Linked DNA regions of Danio rerio: region 1 is linked to region 2. A link is a contact called in public HiCAR-type data. All regions are on one chromosome and are shown on one strand. Each heading gives the region's core, a stretch centred on a gene start, on an enhancer-like site or on the middle of the called end of the contact. The rest is flanking DNA. Distances are from core to core; before and after follow the strand shown. Region 1 holds the start of sgsm3 (small G protein signaling modulator 3). Region 2 holds the start of elfn2b (extracellular leucine-rich repeat and fibronectin type III domain containing 2b).

What was found. HiCAR-type assays count read pairs that join an accessible place to other places.
Region 1: a contact with region 2 is called in a HiCAR-type map of caudal fin, with 6 times the contacts expected there. The contact joins the promoter of sgsm3 here to the promoter of elfn2b in region 2. A contact is called at or near these places in 5 of 18 Hi-C or Micro-C datasets (caudal fin, embryo, skeletal muscle and 1 more) and 2 of 4 datasets of contacts at active chromatin or transcription factors (caudal fin and embryo).

What each region holds. Positions count from the first base shown.
Region 1 is chr3:32,296,519-32,300,849 of GRCz12tu, forward strand. sgsm3 (small G protein signaling modulator 3) reads right to left here and starts at 3,020. Exons shown (of 21, transcript NM_213330.1): 1 at 2,891-3,020.
Region 2 is chr3:32,548,966-32,553,112 of GRCz12tu, forward strand. It overlaps elfn2b (extracellular leucine-rich repeat and fibronectin type III domain containing 2b), which reads right to left and starts at 1,347. Exons shown (of 4, transcript XM_068219140.2): 1 at 1,272-1,347.

The DNA of each region.
Region 1 (4,331 bases), core at 1,770-4,269, 250 kb before region 2:
ATAATAAATCAGCAGCATAGTTTCACTGTTACATTAAAGTGGAACAAATCTCCTTATTTTAACATCTTCCCTCTATTATAAGTCGAATTGTGTTTTTAAAAGTGATGCAACAGAGTACAGCATCATATTACGACCAATGCAGCATCCAGTGAAGTTTTTCATTTTTAAAATATAACTTCAATGAATTTCTTGAATGGCTGTGAAGTGGTGTGTGATTCAGAGTTAATTAATAGATTAATTAAAGATGAAAAAAGAAAACCAAATACAAAAATACTGGAGAGAAAAAAATTATTTGAAAAATCATAAAAATATATAAAAGTATCTCGTTAAAGAAATTACACATGTGTGTGAGACTGTGATTGAAAGAAAGGCCTGCCAACCGAAGAACATTCATGCTATGAGCTGAGTGAGGAGGAGGCACGTGGCAGAGCTCTGACGACAGCAGGACAGGGGGAACAGAGGGAGGGATGGGAGGGCAGTGTGTGCTACATGACTCACTGTGTGTTGTGACTGGAAAAAACTGGAGGAAGGAAAGATGGAGGTGGGGCTGATGTGAGACAGGAGTATTTTTCCTGGTTAGGTTGGCTGAGCTTTAATTAGGCTACTTTTTCTATATCGCAGCTCTAAATATAATGCACTGTGAGGTGATCAGGCTCCTATTGATCTCTGCAGGATCTCCTGGCCTGCCCTGTGCTTAAAGAAGGCGTGAACCACAGTAAACAAACAGACTAACCTTACAGCTACACTATGCATATGTCAAAGGAGTGCCAGTTTCAAACACAAAAATACTCTGTTAGCACACAGCACTTTTCCAGTAGTTCAAAACAATATGCCGTTGTAACAAGAAGCATATTCTATGTTTAACATCTTAATAAGGTGCACATAGTATGCACAGGTTTTTTTAATTCTCCCCATGCAAATGTAAACAAAAATTCTTTCCGATTGTTAAGCACTGAAATAAATACAGACAGCTATGAGGTGAGTCACAACATTACTAACTTTGACTTAAAGCTAACATGCATTACACTATAAGAAAAAAAGGATAATGGTACAAGACTGTGTACTTAACAGCTTTAATGAAAAATTATAATAAACCCATGAAGCATTGCACATACAGGCAGTGCTCTATGAAATACATGTTTTTTTCCAATTCTCTAATATATATTTAGACAATTTTAATGCTAGATAAACTTAAAACAGCATATCCAATAAAACAAATATGACTTTTATCAAATTTTTTATTCTCGTTAAAATGAAAACACAGAGGAACAAATGTTAATTATTTATCCAAAACAGTCAAAGTTTGAGACATTTTTCACTATTCAGTTAATTCTATTCTCAATGAATGAATTTAGTGATTCTGTCCATGTTTTCTACATTGCAGGAAGAAATCTATTCTCTACAAAACAATAATAATGTTGTTTTTCACCAGAAACTTCACTGTGCTGAAAAAAATACTAAGATAAAAGTGTTGACGTCACCTCATTTGTCAAATATACAGTTTTGGTTGGTATTTTGTCAAATGTTTGGAACTGGTTTAATCTCTTAACAAAAAAGCATCGCAATTAAATTGCCATAACTACTGAACTGAAGTGTAGAGTCTAACTGAAACTGTGTAGATAAAGCTCTGCAAATACTCTGCAAGTATCACCCATTGATAAATTAAAGTTTTACACCCACTTGTGGTCTTTACTTCTACTTGAACATTTGGACCAAACAGGAAATTTGTCATTAGATGGCAAGTGAAAATGCTCAAGACAGGAAGTGTGGGTATTGGAACATGATGAAAGGGACTTTTACATCAGGAACCCAAATGTTGTACTCGATTCCTAAAAAGGAAATCAAAGCAAACCAAACCAATAAATTGATGCTCAGCTTTAAGACAATCAATACTTACAGCACCATCAACTGTATTACCTAAGAAATGTCAATGATGATGAATTATTATTCAGAAAAGTGTACAAGTTTAAAATAATGTAATGAAACACAGTTCACAAAGACTGAAAAACGAGTTGTCATTCTGTGACTTTTTTGTGTGGAACACAAGATACTATTTACAATGATACCATTCACTTTTATGTAATGGTAAAAAGACAACAAACTGAAATGGTGGCTAAACTCGTACAGTGCATAACGTTCTACCTGCCACCATTTTTGTGATCTACAAAAGAAAAAAAATGCCCAGGATGGCAACATCCGTGTTTTACAGTTGCTGGAGACCTTTAAATAAGCAAATAATGTCAGGACGAGTCATTTACCATATGGCATCTACAATGAGTTTGCGCACACATCCCATTCACGATGAATCAGAATAACGGACCGATACCAGTAAAGGGCTCAGGGATACTAAATCTAATAAAACTCAATAACAAACTCATCATCACTGCGACATCAAAATACAGGCGTAGGTAACGTCACATACACGTAACGTTACTAGAGAACGGTTCAAGTAGCAGAGTCTAAATTACTGCTGCTGTCAGTCGAGCAAACTTCAATACACGAGTTAAAGACACCAGCACAAAAATAAATTTGAATTATATATGATTATTAACGTTACTTGGTATAATCCTACTTCGTGCGAAAACTGCTAACGTTATTACATCAACCGGACATAACATAACATTATCATTTTATTTGCTTAAACTGCCGCCGAGAGGTCATTCAGATCTGTGTGTCGCTTTCATACATGATACCGTTACTGAGTAAAACGCATCTAACGTTAAACAAGATGTAAAAATTCTACACTAAAATATAAAGCCGTCATTAGCCCGTGACACTCAACAGTCTCTGGCTAAAGCCATCCAAGCATCAGTAACGTTAATCAATGCACTTGCCGCTACTATAAGGTTAGCCGCCGAGCTAGCAAGCAAAAACTGTTTTATCTTCTTACCTTACGTCATGTTGAATCTCCTTGCTGAACAGTTGTACATCGTGGTACAATAACGCATATGTTTTTTCGGATATGATGTCTTTATGGGATGTGTAGTTGTAACTCGGATTTTTGTGATGGTGAACAGTTCCACAGACCCGAGTGTTTTGCGTCATACACCTGTTCGTGAGTCGCGCTGAAGAACTGTATCCTTCCGCCAAAAGAGATTCCTAAAAAAATAGTTCTTATCCTGCAGATTTTATCTGATTGAAAGTACAATACTTTCTGTAGCAGTTGCTGATTTGTAATGTTGGCAAGCCAACCGCACTTTATAAATGTTTAATTTTACATACTTTCAACATTTCCTTCATCTTTTTAGTTTTATAATAATTTTATATGCGCTTTCAAGTTAACAATACGTGTGATTCACTTAATAGAGGTCTGTTTGTGTAGCCCTTATTAGTAAAAGGCACTTTTGCAGCAGTCCTGTTCGCACTCAAAAATCATGAAGCAGAGCAGGATCTAGAGCTCACACTACCAACAAAACATCATATCCATCCGCCGTCTTGATCAAACTTCGTGACGTAGCCTTGCAACGTTGGTTAATCAGTTCATTCATTTGTTATTCAGGCCCGTAGACAGCCTTGTTGTATCCTCAATTTTTGATACCAAAATATTTCATAAAGATTTATAATAAACACATTAAAATAACAGCTTAACGATATTTTTCTAGTTTAAATAAGAGAATAGTGGCAAATGTTCTGGACCAATGGCAGTTTCTGGGGTAGGTCTTTAGAACCACCCGAACCCCCACCCTGGCTACGGGCCTGTTTTTACTACATGCTTTTAATCTTTTTATTTGCTGGTTGAATGTATTGTATCTTTCTATCTGCTCAAAGGTGACTGAAAAATATGACACATTCTACATTTAAATTCTCATTTTGAACCGAGTTGCTTTTATTTTTTTGCGTAACTTTGACATTGTTTTATTCCATAAACCTGCTTATTATATAGAGATAAAATTGATATAGAAAATTATGTACAAATAAATATCCAAATAGTAATTTGTTATTTCACAACTTTAACTACAATATATATATATAAAAAGTAAAGTGCCAGTGCCAAGCTTGACCACAAGGTGTCAGGATATTACACAATATACGTGGAGGGCAAAGAAGCCCACTGCTCTGTCACTGGATTAAGTGTTATTTATGGCTCACATCACTCAAACACAAAGAAAAATGTGGACACACGAGTGAAGTCTGAAATTAGGAGTAAAGGTCAGTGTATACTGAAATAACATCGGCCATGTAAAACACATTTTGGCACGTATTTTGGAAAAATAAACTTCACTCCTCTGAAAGTGCTCTAGTGTCAGGCACTAGAGGCCATAGTCTCTTTAGTAGAGCAACTGAATCCCATGCGGAACTGCCAGTTCGATACCAGTTTGGAGCAGGTTGGG
Region 2 (4,147 bases), core at 97-2,596:
AAGAACCACCTCTTACGCCAGGTTGGCTACGGGCCTGTACATTATTTCAAATGTTCCATCAACATTTAATTCAGCAGATACATTTACATTAAAATGAAACAACAAACAATTTCTCATTTGTACTTATTAAAAGTCATAGAAGGGTAAACCCATGGGTTCAAAGATATCGGCCAAGTGAATTTAATGCGACAATTAGTTCGTGTTTGGGGCTGAACTGTAATCCTTAAATGTACTAATTTAGTATGTCATCAGGTGATTCCTGATCTTTTATCCCTGACAGGGCTTTTTATTATATAAATTATTGGTACACTGAATGACATTTTAGATCTTTAGTAAATAATACTAAAACAGTTTGGTCATTGTATGCTTTTACCTGTGAAATTTATTATAAACGTCTTATTCTTTCTCTTTCTCTCAGTGTGAAACATTTTTGATTAAAAACAGACAGCTACAAAAGTCCAACAGGTTATGCTAGAAACTGTGACTAAACAATGCAGTGTAATGAAAACCTGTGTCACATTTATTTGTCAACGCATTTTTAAAGCACTAATCATAATTCAGAATCTCTCACACCCTAACACGCACATCCTCTGAGCTGTGAATGTAATTCCAGCACACTGTGCGTGCAGACGCAATGCTTTCTGACAAACATACGCACGAATAACACGAGTCTAGTCAAAGTTATGAAATACCGAGGGAACAAGCTTCTTCCGTCGTCTGGATGCCGAAACCGTGTCACGTAGCTCGCCAACAAAAACCCGCCATGGTATATTAATACCAAATCCTCTCCGCACATCTGTCAGCGGCGATCTAACGGTGCGCGCTAAGTGCATCTCCCGCAGTCGCCCTGCATGATTATTACATGCCCATAGATTAAGACCAGCTCCCAGTGAACTACAGCCTTGTAAGAAGATGTAGGAGCATTCATTTGGCACCATGCACAAGTAACACTCTCACATCAAATCTGCATTTTCAGCTTCAAAGATTGCTTTGAAACGCACATGCTTTGAGACGCATGGATTCTGTCAGAAAGCGCGCTGCGCCAGAGACGCGCAAATGCGTTATAGGGGCTTCTACATGATTTCCGGAGAGCGCGTGAGTCGCGGCGCGTGCAGGTGGCTTTTCATCTGAGCACTGCGCAGTCTGGGCAACCACGATGCATGATCTACGATACTGTGTGTAGAACAAGCTGGTCCATCTATCGCGCCAAGGCATCATTGATATTGACTACTGTAAACATTTAAGATATAATTACAGAAAAAGTTTCTTACCTCTGTCGGTGTCTTCTCGGAAAGATTCCGCGGTTTGTTTAGCTGCCTATCCGCTTTACTACACTGTGGGATCAGTGAGAGATACAGAGAGAGAGAGAGAGAGAGAGAGAGAGAGAGAGAGAGAGAGAGAGAGAGAGAGAGAGAGAGAGAGAGAGATGGGAGGGGGGAGTAAGAGAGAGAAGATCGGGGTAGACCTCTCTCTACATCTCCACACCACTCTGGGATGATGCCACTCCTGCGTGATCTCAACCGCAATGTGAAGCTACCCCGGTGTGTTACGAGCAGATGCCATCGCATTTAGTCAAAAGCATGTTTTTTTTCTCATTCATGCAGCTATTCATCAAATATAGCAAGGTATCCGCCTACTCACTTCATGTTAATGGACAGTTCTGTTCCGACTTTAAATACTGGCACCTAACAATAATTGCAGAGATGGTCGAGGCACAATTTAAGATTCTTCAGATTTCTTGACCAGTGAAAACATCTAAAGAATTACACTCTTGAAAAAAGAAAATACTTTTAACGAACAATTCTCATAAAGAACATTTTCCACCACAAATAATAGTTTGTATAATTAAAAGTTTAAGTGGTTGATTAATGTTAAATTATGTTTATTTAACCATCAATGGCAATAAAGAACAATAAATACATTTTCATTTCACTTTTTGAAAAAAAAAAACTTTCTTTTTACTATTAATGTTTTTTACAATAAGAAAAAAAATATTTCTTTAAAGAACTTATCATGAAAACACATAAAACGGAAAACTAATCTTAAGTTTAAGCTGAGCTTAACCATAACATTTTACAGTACACCCTTTCAATTTTGATCAGATGTCTCAGAAACATGTGTCTCTAAACACTGTGAACAGTTTATCCATTAACCATAATAACATAAAGGAAAGTTTTTTTTGGCACTTGTAAGAAAACCTTTGAAGCAACTTTAAATGGCACCTCTTCAAATAGATGGAAAATTACAAAAACTTCTTAAATTGGGGTTAAATCAACTATAAATCTTCTGAAACATGCTATTTTGGTTTGATGTTCAAAATTTAAGCTGTTAGAAATCTGACAAATATAAGCATACTTTACTGATACATCATCCAAGAAAAAGCATTGGTTTTACAGTTATAAGTACATATTCTGGTTAAAAATCCTCTTGATGAAATGTGAGATGTGCAACAGGTCTGCTAAGGGTGAAATTCCAAATTAATATGCTGATGAACATATTTTGATTACTGTATTTGTGTTAAGTTAAATGACAAAACATTAAATACATCGAAAGCTGTCAGACACATAATACACTGTTAAAATTTTTGATAATTTTACGGTTTATTTCCGGCAGCTGGGGTGCCAGAAAAAAACAAATAACACCATTAAATTACAGAAATTAACTGTAAAATAACAGAGGTTGAACAACAGAAATTTAACAGAAATTTAAATTTAAGGAAATTTCTGGAATTTAATGACCATTATTTTACCTTTTTCTGGCACCCCAGCTGCCGGAAATAAACAGTAAAATTACAGATTTTTAACTATAAAAAAGCTATAAACTATAATAAAGTCTATAATAAAAAAAACTATAATAAAAAAACTATAAACTATAAAAAAAAGTCTTGTTGGATTATTTTTAATTAACTGTTTACAGATGCTGCCAAAAATAAAAAAAAATTAAATGGAACTTTTGCAATACTATCAAACAAATTATATAATAAATATTTTGTGACAATACTTTACTATGTTACCTTAACTAATTAAAATTAGGGAACTACGTTTCAACTTATTTTTTAGTGTATAGATTATTTAATGGCCCTTTCAGTCAAACGAAATGTAAGTTGACTGTTTTGTGGAATAGTTTTTCTCTGTATGATGGCTGCTTTTAAACCACAGCTTCATAAAGCTTTATAACCTTTATGAGTTTTGGAGTGTGTATCAAAATAGGGCTTTGTTACACCACAATTGTTTTTAAACTTTTGAAACTTTTATGATTCTTCGCTTGAAGATGATGTGTAATACCATAAAGTCCACATGAATCACTCAGATCTCCGATCACTTTTATGAGTAAATGAAAAGATCAATACAGTAGTTAATAATAGTTATTAAACCTTTCTTTAGCAGAGCCCACCGTGTGTGTGTGTGTGTGTGTGTATATATATATATATATATATATATATATATATATATATATATATATATATATATATATATATATATATATATATATTCATATAAAATTATGAAATAATGCTTATTATCGAGAATTTTTTTTATATATATGTACAGGATTTTGACCAGCAGGTGTCCCTAGCACGTGCTTGAACGCTATTTTGCGAAGCAATTGGTTCATTTGTTTCAAAGCTTTGAAAAATGTTTTTTCTCCCATCAACTGACCTAAACACAAGTGAGCAAATTGACCATACCAGAAAAGTTGTGTGAAGCAAACATATTCAATTACAAATCATAGTACATTTGTGGTACTTATTTGGTGTTGTGCAAAGAACTCCATAATAATAATTATTTATTTGTTGATAACATGTCCCTGTAAATATCATTAGCGTGATGAGGAACAAAAACTGTTGGCATCACACTGCTCCGTAGTGTTCATTTTACCCATAAACTGCAATACCTAAAAATGTAGGCACAAGCACATATTTCCAATGAGCCTGTGTTGCAATAAATAATGTATTTATTTATTTTTATTTTAGTGAGTGGCATTTTAATAATCATAATAACTTTTTCACCATAAAGAAACTTTTTATAATGAAATTGTAATGTTTAAAGATATAATTTAATTCAGGGCGGCGCGGTGGTTAGAACTGTAACCTCACAGGAATAAGGCCGTGGGTTCGAGCCTTCTAAGCAAAATAGTCCGTAGTGAA